Linked DNA regions of Ovis aries: region 2 is linked to region 1. Evidence: chromatin contacts called from public Hi-C data. All regions are on one chromosome and are shown on one strand. The core of a region is the stretch at or near the end of the contact, and the rest is flanking DNA. Distances in the headings are between cores, read along the strand shown. Region 1 holds the start of UVSSA (UV stimulated scaffold protein A). Region 2 holds the start of LOC101105412 (transmembrane emp24 domain-containing protein 11).

Evidence for each region. A called contact is a pair of places that touch in the nucleus more often than the background predicts.
Region 2: a Hi-C map of liver shows a contact between it and region 1, with 2.9 times the contacts expected there. The contact joins the promoter of LOC101105412 here to the promoter of UVSSA in region 1. A contact is called at or near these places in 2 of 16 Hi-C or Micro-C datasets (liver and tail adipose tissue).

Annotation. Positions count from the first base shown.
Region 1 is chr6:117,772,582-117,779,682 of ARS-UI_Ramb_v3.0, reverse strand. It overlaps UVSSA (UV stimulated scaffold protein A), which reads left to right and starts at 2,992. Exons shown (of 14, transcript XM_027971328.3): 1 at 2,992-3,026; 2 at 3,851-3,950; 3 at 4,946-5,276; 4 at 5,907-6,027; 5 at 6,850-7,101. The coding sequence starts at 3,853.
Region 2 is chr6:117,964,070-117,971,820 of ARS-UI_Ramb_v3.0, reverse strand. LOC101105412 (transmembrane emp24 domain-containing protein 11) reads right to left here and starts at 5,707. Exons shown (of 4, transcript XM_015096676.4): 1 at 1,649-5,707. The coding sequence starts at 1,681.

The sequences.
Region 1 (7,101 bases), core at 1,743-4,242:
ATTCCAAGGCCAAATTTGCCTGTTACTCCAGGTGTTTCCTGACTTCCTACTTTTGCATTCCAGTCCCCTATAATGAAAAGGACATCTTTTTGGGGTGTTAGTTCTAAAAGGTCTTGTAGGTCTTCATAAAACCGTTCAACTTCAGCTTCTTCAGCATTACTGGTTGGGGCATAGACTTGGATAACTGTGATATTGAATGGTTTGCCTTGGAGACGAACAGAGATCATTCTGCCGTTTTTGAGATTGCATCCAAGTACTGCATTTCGGACTCTTCTGTTGACCATGATGGCTACTCCATTTCTTCTGAGGGATTCCTGCCTGCAGTAGTAGATATAATGGTCATCTGAGTTAAATTCACCCATTCCAGTCCATTTTAGTTTGCTGATTCCTAGAATGTCGACATTCACCCTTGCCATCCCTTGTTTGACCACTTCCAATTTGCTGTGACTCATGGACCTGACATTCCAGGCTCCAATGCAACATTGCTCTTTACAGCATCGGATCTTGCTTTTATCACCAGTCACATCCACAGCTGGGTATTGTTTTTGCTTTGGCTCCATCCCTTCATTCTTTCTGGAGTTATTACTCCACTGATCTCCAGGAGCGTGTTGGGCACCTAATGACCTGGGGAGTTCCTCTTTTGGTATGTTATCATTTTGCCTTTTCATGGGGTTCTCAAGGCAAGAATACTGAAGTGGCTGCCATCCCTTCTCCCGTGGACCACGGATGAGATTACAAGGCTGTGTGAGGTTACAAGCACTGTGGGACAAAGTGGACCAAGTCCAGGACAGGCAGGCAGGGCGGCTTCCCTGGTGGCTCTGTAGTAGAGCATCTGCCTGCGAGTGCAGGAGACACAGGTTTGATCCCTGGGCCAGAGGGTTCCACAGGCCGCAGAGCAATACAGCGGTGTGTCCCCAGTACCGAGCTGTGTTTAGAGCCTGGGAGCCACAAGTACTGAAGCCTGCACACCCGGAGCCTGTGCTCCACGATGATGAGAAGCTGTGAACTGCAACCAGAGAAAGACCCATGTGTCCACCAGGACCCAACACAGCCAGAACCCAACACAGCCAGAAAGAAAGCGCAGGTGGGGGCTGGGCCAGGGCAGTCCTGTTACACCAAGGGAGGTGAGAGGCTGAAGCAAGACATGCCAGGCAGGATGCATAGCCTTGAAGGCATGGGGTGGCTTCCGGAAGCCCTGCCGGCTGCAGGGGCAGGGAGAGCAGGAAGGAGGTGGCTGGGTGAGCCGCACAGACAGACCCGGAAGGCCCCGTGGTCTGTTAAAGGTTCTGGCTTCACCCTGGGCCGGGAGCCACTGAAGGGGCGAGGGGATCACACGATCTGACTTCAGCTTCTAGGGGGCCCCCTGGCTGCTGCGAGGTGAATGGTCTCTAGGGGGCAGGAGGGTAGAGGTGACTGCGCTGACCGGCTGAGGGTATGCGGCAGGGACCTGGCGGTGGCCGCAGGGCGACCAAGTACGCAGATTCTGAATTCCCCCTGAAGGTGGGGCTGTCCGGACATCTGGGCTGTGGGAAAGGAAGAGGGGTCCAGGGGGCCTCCTGGGTCATTGGCCCAAGCGCTTGGAAGGACAGAGGAGCCTCCATCAGCTGAGACGAGCGGGCGGTGGGGCAGACTCAGGTCTCCAGGAGCTGGGCGGCCAGGGCCGTGGAGGCGAGTCCGGGGAGGGGACCTGGAGAGAGGGGGTCCTCCTCGCAAGGGAAACACCCTGTAGCCACAGAAGGGAGACCAGAGGCGGGGGCCTGCGCAGGGAGGCCGGCGCTCATTTCTTCTTTCGCTTCTTAATTCGTTTTGTCTCGTTTTTCGTTCCTTCCCGCCCCCCTTTCTTAACAGCTATTTATTAAGATGTAATTCACGTACCACAAGAGCACCCTTTCCAAAGATACAGCTCGACATTTCAACACGGAGACGAGGCTGGGCAACCACCCCCCGCTCCGATCCCGGGCCCCCGCTCCTCCCTCCGCTCGGGGTCCCCTCTTCTGGGCCTTCTGTGTCAGCGCTACCACACGGCCCAAGCGGCGCCCTGTTCTCCGTCCCGAGACGGGAGCCCGGCGCGTCGGGCACCGCCGCCCGCGGAGGCGCTGGGCCGGCTGGCCTGCGGCGCCGTCGGCCCCTTCTGCCCGACCCAGGCCCCCGCACACGGCCCAGCTGCCGTTCGCCGGTCCGTGCGGGCGCCGCGGGCCCGCGGAGCCTCCCGAGGGCCCGGCCACGGCGGGCGTCCGAGCACGCCGGAGCCGCCAGGCCTGGGGGCGTCCCCGCCGCGGCCTCGGGAGGACCTGCGCCCGGCCCCGCGCCGGTCCCGGCCCCGGGACGTGCGGCCGGCGGGCGGCTGGCACACGAGCCCGGGCGGGTCTTCCGGGGAGGGTCCCCCGGGCCGGCCTCCCCGCGCCGCCCACGGACCGGGGAGGGCGCTGCCAGCGGGGGCACCACCTCTCGGGGACGGCTGGCGCGTCCGCCCAGGACCCGGCCCGGGGAGCCCTCTGGGCAGCGCCGGCAGGGAGAAGCGCGCCCACCAGGCGGCCCGGCGCGCGGAGCCGCCACGCTTCCGGGCCGACGCCGGAAAGCCGAGCGCGCACCCGCAGTCGGGCCCGGCCCAGCCCACGAGCACACGGTCCCTTTAAGGCCTTGCCGCGCCCGCCCGCCTCCTTCTTTCTCGCGCGTCGTCAGACCCGCCCCCCTCCCCTTCCCCCGCGCGCGCGCCTTCGGCCGGGAGCGCGCCTGCGTCACCGCGCAGGTCTCGGCTCTGACCGCACGTCCACGCCTCGGGGTCCAGGCGGGCCACTGCTCGCCACGCTGGGGGTCACGTGACAGGAGGGGGCGGGGCCTGCGCCGGAAGGGGCGGGCTAAGCAGAGAGCTGCCGCCAAGCGGGTTAGACGGGGCTTCGGCCGCTGCGACCTTCCCCGCGCGCCGCCGGGCTGGGGCGGGCCAATGACTGTCGCGATCCGGGGCACGTGACGGGGGGCGGGCCCTTCGCCGGAAGGGTGGGCTGAGGCGAGCGGCAGGGAGCGCGGTAGGTGGAGCTGAGGGGCGGCCTGGCGGGCCGGGGTCGGAGCGCAGCCTTCTCTCGGGGGCGCCTCCTCCGTCCCCCGCCCCGTGGTGCCCCCGGCGCGCCCTGCGCTGGACGCCGCCCTCTTCGGTCCGGCCGCGCCGCGGACTTCAGGGCCGGGGCTCGTCGGCCCTGACTGGCCCGAGGGCGGCGGGGCGCTGGGGCTCTGCCCCGGAGGGCGGGCCCGCCCCGGCGGCCCAGCGTCGGCGACGGCAGACGTTACTGCTGGTGGGAGACGCGGCGGAGCGCCGGGCGTCCTCGCTGCCCCCGACGCCGGCCCTCCCCCTGCGGCGCGGCCCCCCGGCCCCCTCCATACCCGCCTCGGGCGGCTGCCCGCGAGCAGGTCGAGATGCAGCAGCTCGCCCTGCGGGTCTAGAGGCCACCCTGTGGCTTTCGGAGGGATGGTCGAGCTGGCGAGGAAAGAGGTGCGCCTGCAGTCCTGCGGGAAAGCTAGCTTGAGTGTAATTCAGCCGTTCTGGTCCTTGCCTTCCCGCCGAGCGTGACTGCGTGCTCCGTGGCTCTCGGATTGTAGACCTGCAGAGCCCCGGTCTCTTGTTGCCCTTTTGCTAATTACCATCAAAAATGTCTTGTTGACCCGGCCCGGAATCTCACCTTGAATTGTTTCAGTATCAGGGGGTCATGTCACAGAGGCCAGGTCTCAAGGACCCCCTCAGCGTTGTGCCGATACCCTGTGCCTGACACACAGTGGAACCCAGCGACATCTAATAAAACCCAGAGCTGTGAAATACTAGGTGGTCGTTTAGCGTCTCTGCGTTTCCTGTTTCTAGATATGGATCAGAAACTTTCAGAGTTGGTTGAAGAGCTCACAACTTCAGGAGAGCCCCAATTGAACCCTGAGAAAATGAAGCAACTGAAGAAAATTTGCAAGTATGTCTTAAGGCTCTGTCTCAGCAAGTCTGTGCCAACCCTAGGAGAATGTGGGGCTACCCTGGGGTCAGCTTCCCTGCTGGGGAAGAACCAGCAAAGGAACACCCCCCAGGACATCTCCCCAGGACATCTCCCCAGGGCCCTGCAGTGCTCGGTCCTGTTCTGGGGCAGCAGTTCGAGGCAGGGGTGTGCAGCCTTAGGAAGAACAGGTCTGTTCAGTTCTCTGTGTGGATGCCTAACCTTGAGCGCACGTGTACGATTGAAGGGTTACTCAGTGTTGGAACACGTGTGGGAGGAAGGTTAGAGGTCACATGGGTGGACTCTTGTCCTGTCTTTGGACACTGCTCTCACCCAAGAGCCTCTCAGCACCAGCAGCAGAAGCGAGGAACTCTGCTGGTGATCCTTGCCTTATGTTCACAGAACAGAACTTACATGATCGTTTCAGTGACAAGAATTTACACTTTGGTTAAAAACGGTGACTCAGGCCAGGCTTTGTTGCATTCCCCGAAAACCCCCAAAGAGCAGGGCATGCAGGGTGGGGAGCGTGAGGGTAGCTGGGAAGAGGAACGAGAGAGGGGTTGCGGTGTGCACGCCTCCTGGGGTAGCTCCCAGAAGGCTACAGAGCTTTCCAGGGGGCTGGGGGTGGTCTCCCCTTGGGGTGGGGTCTCTGCACCGCTGCTAGCTGGGCGGGCCAAGAGTCCTTCAGGCTCCCAGGCACCCGGCTGTGGATGGGCGGTCAGCCCCCGAATAAATGACAGCGCCTGGCTGGGTCCCGTGAAACCGTGCGCCCTGACCCTGAGCTTCACAGCGTTTCCTTGTGTCAGGGAATGTTTTTTTCTGTTTGTCTTCATGAAAGTAGTTAAAAGCTCGCCTTGTGGGCTATCCGGCAATGGGCAGGGCCAGGGTTGGCACGTGGGCAGTGCTGGTCTGCCCTGGGGGAAGGGCAAATGGCTCTGGAAGTGCCCGCGTCCCTGCCACTGCGGCTGTGTCTCCAGGTCTTCGGAAGAGCTGCTTGGCCATGCCTACCACCTGCTGATGGCCCAGCTGAGCCAGGAGCATGCAGAGATCCGCCTGTCCGCCTTCCAGGTCCTGGGCCAGCTCTTCGCCAGGTCTCACCAGTTCAGGACACTGGTCATTTCCAACTTCCAGGAGTTCCTGGAGCTCACGCTGGGTACTGACCATGAGCGGCCCCTGCCGCCCCCCAGGGAGGTGGCGCAGAGGCTGAGGCAAGCGGCCACCCGGGCCGTCCATGGCTGGAATGAGAAGTACGGTGCGGCCTATAAGAAGCTGGCCCTGGGCTTCCACTTCCTAAAGCACAGCAAACAGGTGGGCAGGCCTTGCACTGCACCACCGGCCCGTGCGGTCTGGGCAGGGGGTGGCCTGGAGCCGGAGGAGCAGCTGTGAGGGAAGGGCCTCAGCTCGTCCCCACGTGTAGGTGGGGCTGAGCCTTTGGCCCTGGTTTCCACAAGGTGAACAGGAGCGTGAGAGCCATCTGCTCAGACACAGCTCGTTTCTCTGCCAGGCTCTGCGCTTGGGCCCAGCCAGTCTGGGTGGCCGACACCTGCTAGGACCGGTTACTGCCCCTCCCTCCCCACCCACTCCAGGCCTGTGGCTGCTGCCCTTCCCGCTGCCCCCTGGGGTCCCCTCGAGCGTCCTCAGGCCTCTGGGTCTGGCCAGCAGCCTCCCTTCCCACTGCGGCGTGTGTGTGGCTAGAAGCCTTTTGACCTGACTTGACTAGGAGGCGCCGGCGGCTGTGTTCATTCTGGGGGTTTAGTGTTCCCGTCGAGGGTGTTGCCTTGCGTGTTAAAGCAGCACGCGTGAGCCTGAGGCCACAGCGCTTTGGCCTGTAGCTCCTGAGCAGAGCTGCGCTGCTGCGCCTGCTGTTAGGCCTGGTTGCAAGTCACGTTTTCGTTAGATTTTTTGTAGCTGGACCTGACCTTTACCTAAACTTCTCAGGTAGACTTCCAGGACGTGGACGCTCGCACTCTGGCAGAAAGAAAGCGAGCAGAAGAGAGACAGAAGCACTTGGACAGAATCTACAAGGAGAGGTCCCAGTGGGCAGCGCGGGAGATGGAAGGTGAGCTGTGGGGAGTGGGGCGCCACCCCGAGCCAGCCTGCTGCTCCTTCCCAGGCAGAGCTCAGGTCCTTGCCCAGCACTGCACCCCTGTCACAGGGCGTGCTCTGGGAGTGTGGTGGGGGCGGGGGGTGAGGAGGAGGCTGGAGGTCATCTGGCCCCGTAGCCGCAGGAAGACCTAGATCCCCGGGCACCTGGCACCCTGCAAGGGACCACCAGGGCCATGGGCCTAGGGGTCGCGCTGGAGGAGGCGCCGGCTGAGGTTCGCTGGGGGTTTGGGGGCAGGTGGGTAGACAGGGTGGACAGAGCTGGTTCAAGTCGAGGGTGGGGGAGGGCCCCTGCAGGCCGCCCACCCTCTCCTGCGGCCCCAGCGGCCACGCTGCAGACGCGCGTCCCATGGTGGCCTGAGCGTCGCCGTCCATCTGACCCTGACACCCCTCAACTGCAGTCTTGCCAGTCTGCTCCCCAAATCTCTCTGCCCGACCTCCCTGTGGGCGGCACCCAGGGTGGGAGCAGCTTGAAGGGCAGCAGGTCGAAGGCCCTTCCAGAAGCCTGGCGTTGGGAAGGCCACAGAGCTGGGAGATTCCGCGGGCAGCCACAGCCAGAGTGGGCTGGTGGGGCAGAGCTGAGCTCGGCGGCGAGCGGCTGGAGTGCCGTCCAGGCAGGCTCTCGCCGGGCACGGCTGAGGGTGTCGCCCCGAACGTCCTGGAGTGGTCTCCGGAGCAGGGCACCCGCCGGCCTGTGGGGGAGGGGGCGGGGTGCGCTCTGTCCCCTCCTGGACGCCACTCCCGCCGGGGTCCATCGAGCCGCGTCCCATTCTCCCAGAGATGTCCGCGGAGATCCGGGGCTGCCTCACCGAGCTGGAGAGCTGCTTCCGACTGCTGCTGCCCTTCGACCTCGACCTGGTCCCCGGGTCTACCTGGTGCCCTGTGCCCGAGAAGGGTGACGGGGACGAGGAACAGCCCTGTTGCAGCAAGAGCCTGCCTGCCTGCTCAGGCCGCCCGGGAGCCGCGGGCGCGGGAGGTCCACCCTCGGAGGAGGAGGACAGCGACCCAGAGGGGTTCGTGCGGCACCATG
Region 2 (7,751 bases), core at 4,458-6,957, 190 kb before region 1:
CCACTCCAGTGTTCTTGCCTAGAGAATCCCAGGGACGGGGGAGCCTGGTGGGCTGCTGTCTGTGGGGTCACACAGAGTCAGACACGACTGAAGCGACTCAGAATCAGCAGCATGTGAGAAATACTAAAGCCGGATCTGTGTCTGGTCCTCATACTGCCCGATGGAGAGAGCCTTCCTGACCACCAGGGCTTTGCAGTAAGGGTTTTCTCTCCTGTGAAGTGAAATCGCTCAGTCGTGTCAGACTCTTTGCGACCCCATGGACTGTAGCCTCCCAGGCTCCTCTGTCCACGGGACTCTCCAGGCAGCAGCACTGGAGGGGGTTGCCATTTTCCTTCTCCAGGGGCTCTTCCCGACCCAGGGATCGAACTCGGGTCTCCCACATTCCAGGCATTTCTCTCCTAGGCCATGCCAAATGTGGAACTATTGGTGGCGCTAGTGGTGAAGAGCCCGCCTGCCATTGCAGGGTAGGCAGGAGACTCGGGTTCGATTCCTGGGTCGGGAAGATCCTCAGGTGAAGGGGATGGCAACCCACTCTAGTATTCTTGGCAGGAAAACCCCATGGGCAGAGGGACCTGGTGAGCTATGGTCTGTGCGGTTGCAGAGTCAGATACGACTGAGCATCTAAGCAGCACGAAAAATGACAGAAAAGGACAGCAGAGATTTGTGTTTTGGTTTAACTGGGCAGGAAGTGAAGGAGGGGGGTATCAGGTGGAGAAGGCAGCTGTGCTAGAACTGGGAGAATGGACCCAGGGGAACTCTCGTCACAGGGTGCCCAGGGCACCAGGAGAAGGCTGCTACAGCCGGCAGGAGTCGGGTGTCCAGCGGTCCAGCGGGACTGAATCTCCCAGTCTCCACGTGCGTGGGGGCGTCACAGGCCTGGCTTGAGCACAGCTCTCCTGAGGACTGGAGCCTGGGCCCGTCCGTGTCAAGTGCCCTCCTCCTCTTGCCCATCTGTTCTGCGGGGCCCTGCTCCACCACTAACCTGCCACCCCGTGAGCGCATTCCCAAGATGAATCCAAGGGGAAGTGCCTCCCACAACCCCGCTGGAATTATCGGAAGGGCAGGCCACAGTGCTGGGCCTTGGGCTGGCCTGGTGGGGAACGTCTGCTGCGCTGTGGGACCGGGAGAAGACGGGGGCTTAAAGCAGTGAGGCAGCTGCTCGAGAGCCAACCTGTAGGTGGCCGTCTGCAGTGACACCTGGCCCTGACCCCAAGGCCCACCTTCTTCCCTTTCGACCTTGGTGCCTTTTCTCCCCTGCCGACTCCCAGCAAGGAAGCGCCCTAGGAGGCGAGACAGACGCAGAGGCTGCCACGTCCCTGCAGAGACCCCGCCGGATGGGAGGGGGGACGGGTGGCCTGAGTGGTCCTTGTGTCTGGGTGAGGCTGCAGCTCCTGCAAGACCAGAGGCACATGCGGCCTGTGGGTTCCTTCTGCCCGGCAAGAGTGGCAGAACCTCAGGTCCATGAGCGTGGGGCCCACCCTCTGTATTGCCTTGAGCTTCCACTTTGAATAGTCCCTGCTGCTCAGCTCGACTGTGGGCACGTCCCGCGTTTTGGTGTGGTGCTTTGTCAGGATCACACTCATTAAAAATGAAATGCTAGGTGTTGAGCACGTACAATTTCAGTAACAAGACAGAAAGTGTGTTTTACCTCATCGCTGTAAGTTGTGACGGTCACAAACATTCCCAGACCAGGAGCAGATTCAAGGAAGTCGTGTCTGCCTAAGTCCCATTGTTGTATCTTGAAACTCCCTGTTTCAAAGATATGACATTTATTAAAAAATAATTTAATAGTTATACATGATTACTGAGAAACAAAGTTTTCAAACTATCCAAATCAGAAAAATGCTGCTATTTTGAACAGCTTAGTCATGTACAGATGTGAGAGTTGGACCATAAAGAAGGCTGAGCGCCAAAGAATTGATGCCTTTGAACTGTGGTGCTGCAGGAGACTCTTGAGAGTCCCTTGGGCTGCAAGGAGATCCAGCCAGTCCATCCTAAAGGAGATCAGTCCTGAGTGTTCATTGGAAGGACTGATGCTGAAGCTGAAGCTCCAGTACTTTGGCCACCTGATGCGAAGAGCTGACTCACTGGAAAAGACCCTGATGCTGGGAAAGATTGAAGGTGGGGATAGAAGGGTGTGGCAGAGGTTAAGATGGTTGGATGGCATCACCGACTCAGTGGACATGCATTTGAACAAGCTCCAGGAGATAATGAAGGACAGGGAAGCCTGGCGTGCTGAAGTCCATGGGGTCACAGAGTCAGACACAACTGAGCGACTGAACAGCAACTTATCTTAGTGATCAGCTCTTGCAGAGGTGTCGGAAGATTCTGGAATGTAGAGTTTTGGGTGCGGTTCTCATCGTTGTTCACCAGTCACTTCGCCACTGCACACCTCAGCATTGCATCTCTCCGAGGTCTGCTGAGAAAAATGAGCCCACAGAAGCTTTGCCCCTGAAGGGTGACTGTCCTGTGGCAGGACCGCCCCTTGCGGACGGGCCTCCTGCCTCTGCCCTCCTCCTGTAGCTTCGCCTACCTGCTTCTGGCGCAGTGTCGGAGGAGACTTGCCTGACTTCCCCACAGGTTCCGTGCACGTCCCCACGCCCCTGCCCTGCCACTTGCTTCCTCTCACAGCACACGTGGCGTCTTCGACGCTCTGCGTCTCCTTGCTGTCTGTCCTCTGTGAGGACGAGGACGCTGCCCATGCTGCTCGTCCGCCCTCAGCTCCTCCAGCCGCTGTCACGCCCTTGAAGGGAGCTGCTCACCGTGCAGCTGTCGGCTGACCCCCTGGCTCTAAAGGACAGCTGACCCCCAGCAGCATGGGGTTGAGCCATGCAGGGCAGCTTGCGTTCTCTGCGGGATTTCTTCAGTGCAGGAGACGCTACATTGCTGCATGACTCGCGGCTCCTGAACCTGGGGCTGTGGACGCGCAGACGTGGGGGGCCCCCTGCAGGTTACGCGTCACTTTCTAACTGCTTGGAGGGCCAGCGCCCCGCCAGCGCTGTAAAGGGCCGTGTCCTCTTTGAAGGGGAGGGTTACAGAGAGTCAGGAGCAGGAGGAAGCAATCTTTAATCTGTGCATGGGGTGTTCTGGGCACCCTCTCTGAGCAGCCTGTGCTTGCCACAAACCAGAACAAACACAGCAAAACCTTTGCAAACCCAACCATGGTGTGGGAAACACCCGGGTTTCAGGTTGGCCTCTGAGCAGCGCACGAGCAGGGCAGGCCCGGAAAGTGGTAGAGAGCCTCCAGAGACTGACGTCGGGGTGTGTCACACGAATCGAAGTGGGCTGTGGGCGTTTAGCAGCTCGGTCGTGTCCGACTCTCTGTGACCCTGTGGACTGTAGCCCTCCAGGCTCCTCTGTCCGTGGGCTTCTCCAGGCAAGAATAGTGGAGTGGGTTGCCATTTCCTCCTCCAGGGCATCTTCCCAGCCTAGGGGCTGAACCCCTGTCTCTCCAGCTCCTGCACTGGGAGCCAGGTTCTTTACCACTAGTGCCGCCTGAGAAGCCGTAAATGGGTTGACCACTGGCTAACATAAAATGTCTAAATAGGAACCAATATCATAGCATAATACTCAAAGCGTCTAGGGTACAAAATTATATACCGTACGAAGAACTGAGAGAACTCCAGCTTGCATGAGAAAAGACGGCTCATAGACCCGGCATCAAAATGACGCAGAGTTGAAATTATCTGACAAGAGTTTTAAAGTCAGCATGAAAACACATCCGTGAGCTTGAACACCCTTAAATGGAAAAGTAGGGAGTCTCAGAAAAAGAGCAGAGACATAAAGGGAAAAAAGGAACCTTAGAAAAAGCACAGTATCTGCAAGTGAATGGACTCAGTAAAAGAGAGATGAGAGGGAAGACTTGGCGAGCTTGAAACTAGATCAATGAAATAATCAAATCTGGTCAATGGATAGAGAAGACATGGGGACAGAGAAGAACCTCAAACGAGCCCATGAGCCCTCGGGGCAAGAGCTGAAGGTCTAGGATTTGTGAGTCGGGAGGAGAGGAGAGAGTGAGGGGCTGAGTGAACACATGAGAAGTGAGGGTGAGCGACTCCCCAAACCGGGTGAGAGACGCCCACAGACTCAAGAGGCTAAACAACCCTGCAAGGCCAGACTTCCCAGATTCACCACCAGACATGGCAAGATTAAACTTCTTAGGACCAAAGGAAAAAAAAAAAAAGACCTATGGAAAATAGCCAGAGAGAAACTTCATTGCTGAGGGAAAACGACCTGAGTAACAGCAGGCCTCTCATCAGAACATGGAAGCCAGAAGGAAGGGGCACGTTTCCAAGTGCTGAAAGGAGAGGAAATTGTCAAACAATTCTATTCCCACCAAAGATACCTTCAGAATGAAGGCAGAGTATTCCTAAGGTCAAGGAAAACTGGGAAGACTTTTCACTAGAACACCTGCTGTAAAAAGATTGCTAAAGGAACTTCTTAAAACAGAGACAATAGTAAGAGAATTTGGAATAGCAGGAATGAAGGAGGAAAAACGGGCAGGTCAACCCCAGGGAAGGGAAACCACAATAGAATTTTCTCTTCCGTGTTAAAAAAAAAAAAAAAGTTATTTGACAGTTGAAGGGAGATAGGTTAAAAGTAAAAGGATAAAAAAGATGTATCATTGCAACAATCAAAAGAAAGCTCGTGTGGCTCCATAAATACCAAATAAAGAAGACCCCACAGCAAAGAGAGTCACCAAGGACACAGAGGGGCCTTATGCGATGGCAAAGGGGCCAGTTCAGTACGAAGACAACCATCCTAAACGCATCAAAATAACCTGAAGCAAAACCGCTGAAAGAGGCGTGGACAAGTCCACCGCTCCCTGAGGGCCGCCCGCACTCCTCGGCGTGGTGGGGCTGCTGGCCGCGGAGGAGCTGACTCGCACCGCCGCTGTGCCTGCTTGGCGTCCCCGCGCGTCTCCCCGGACGGCAGGGTACACACTGCGCTTCAGGTGTGCACGGGCGTCTCACCAAGCTGGGCAACAAAGCCCCGAGCCTGCCCCGGCGCCTTTGCTGAAGCTGCTGAGTGCTCCTGGAGGAGCGCACGGCCAGGCAGGTGGCTTTCCTGGCCCCCGGGCACCTGGAAACGTCTGCCTCGTGGTTCCCGTCCTCCCAGAGGACCAGGGCGCCTGGGTCTCCTGGGGGCCTCCTTCCGTGCCTCCCACCTCGCCCACACGGACCCGCTTTCACCAGGAGCACCCTGGCCCCTGGCTGCCCGCCCCCCCCCCGCCGCCTGCCCCTGGGCCCGTCAGCAGCCGCCCTCCTGCCCCCCAGGGCCCTGCTGTGGCCACCGTTCCCACACTCGCCACCCATGCTCGTCCTGTCTGCGAGCCGCCCCCACCCCGGGCCTGGAGGCACGCCGTGTCCTCTTCTGCAGGCCCCCTGCCTGCTGCAGAGGGAGGTCGAAGCTTGGTGAGGTCTGTGGGGTGACTGGAAGTCTGTCCTGAATGTTCATTGGAAGGACTGATGCTGAAGCTGAAACTCCAATACTCTGGCCGCCTGGTGTGAAGAGCTGACTCATTTGAGAAGAGCCTGATGCTGGGAAAGACTGAAGGCGGCAGGAGAAGGGGACGACAGAGGATGAGATGGCTGGATGGCATCACCGACTCGATGGATGAGTTTGAGCAAGCTCTGGGAGTTGGTGATGGACAGGGAGGCCTGGCTTGCTGCAGTCCGTGGGGTCTCAAAAAGTCGGACACGACTGAGCGACTGAACTGAACTGAACTGGACGTGTCCCTGGTACGTGTTGAGGGAAGGACTCTGAGCGGCCGTGAGCCCACGGCCCGGGGTTCCTGGCCCCGGGAGGCGTCATGCCCCGCGGCCGCCGCCAGGTGGCAGGAGAGCAGCACCGCTGGGGGGCGCGCGGAGCCGGCCGCCTCGATGACCAGCCCCCTGCGGTGTGACGACCCAGCGACCGTGGGCACACGGCTTAATGCAGAGCGTAACACATGGTGAGCCTGACGCAAGCCCTCGATGAACTATTCCTTAGTTGTTGGGCTTTTCACATGCGGTGTTTCCTGTCAACTCCCATTAGGTTCTGCAACTCTGCAAAGTCGGTACAATAATACCCACGTTTACAGCGGAGGAGGGCGTGAGCTGAAGAGCTTACTGACTTATCAACGCCCTCCAGCCCGCAACAGGAGCGTGTGCGCTCAATCACTGCATCGTGCCCGACTCTGAGACTCCATGGACTGTAGCCCACCAGGCTGCTCCATTCATGGGATTTGCCAGGCAAGAATTCTAGAGTGGGGTGCAATGCCCTTCTCCAGGGGATCTTCCTGACCCAAGGATCAAACTTGACTCTCCTGTATTGACATGTGCGTTCTTTACCACTGAGCCCCCAGGGAAGCCCTGAAAACGAGGGAAACCGGCACAGGCTGATTCTCTCAGGCTCGGCCCTGGTCTCACGCCTCCTGGCCCCAGCCGTGTGGCGCGTGCTAACCCCGCCTGCAGACCTGCACTGACCTTGCCCTCCAGGCGCCCCTCCTCCTGGAGCTCTAGTCAGCGGCCCTGGCGGGGAGCCAGGCTGCCCTCCCCCACACCCCACCCCACCCCCGCCAAGGTACGCCTGCTGAGGCTCTCAGCTCCCCCTCCCCGCCCCAAGGCAGCTGTGTCTTCTGCTCCAGACTCAAGTCCTGGAGGCTGGCACCCAGGGCCATTTGAGCTGGACAAGTGAGACGCAGCCGTGGTGGGAATTTCAGAAAGTAAAAGCCCCCACCACAGGCTTCTGGTGCTCAGTTTTACCCTTCTAGCCTTTCCCCACGGGGACACACAGTATATTTCGTAAAAAATGAGGTCATACTGCACAACTCTGATTTGATTTTTCCACCAGCTTTTTGCAGCCATCCTTGTATGTCCTTAAATGCTCTTCTGTAGCTTGACTGAGGTCTGTTCAGAGAGCTGAAGAGAGAACCATGTCATGTCCAGCGCTGAGCCCAGAGCTCTGCAGACAGGAACTGGCCCCACCGTGTCGGGGGGCAGGGCTGCAGCCAGGATGGCTGCTGTGCGGGGTTGCTCAGACCAGCCGTCCACGCAGCCCGGGAGCAGCCTGGCCCGAAGGCAGGTGCTTTCGAGGTCACCGAGGACGCAGAGCGGCCCTTTCCAGGTGCCCCAGGCTCCCGGGTGCCTTGGCTTCCTTCCAGCCTGTGAAGCTGGCTGAGGTTCTTTCTGTGCAGAGGGAGGGGGGGAGCCCCAGGCCGCTGACACCAGGCGGAGGCGCCCCACGCCCCGTCGGGCCCAGCCAACCAGCAGTCACCACCAAGTCTGCGGCCAGGTCCCAGCCAGCCTCCAGACGCCCGGTGCCCCTCAGCACCACGCCCAGCCCTCCGACCCGTGAAGACGCAGCGTGTTGTGCCTGTTCTCCGTCCCCTGCGTGTCCCCCCGTGAGTGCACTCAGCCTGCGTGCAGGGGCCTCCCGTGCGGCCCAGGTGCCCACCGCCCCGTCGCTGCCGTGCAGTGTCCTGTCCCGTGAACGGATGACTGACTCTCCCCCTCGCCAGCCTGGGCACTCCAGGGACCTGGTGTGGGCCCTTTCGTGTCGCGCTGCTCTTAAGGATCTCCTGAGCGCCTGTGCGTTTCTGTTGGGCGAGTCCTGCGTGTACCAGATCCAGGCTGGGCGTGTGTTCATCTTCTGGGGGCGCCACGTGTGTCGGGGTGAGGGCTAGGCCTGGAGCCGGGGGCCTACACCTGTCGGCACCCCAGCTACTTCCTGTTTTCTGACCCGTGGGTGTGCAGCCGCGTCTAGGGCCG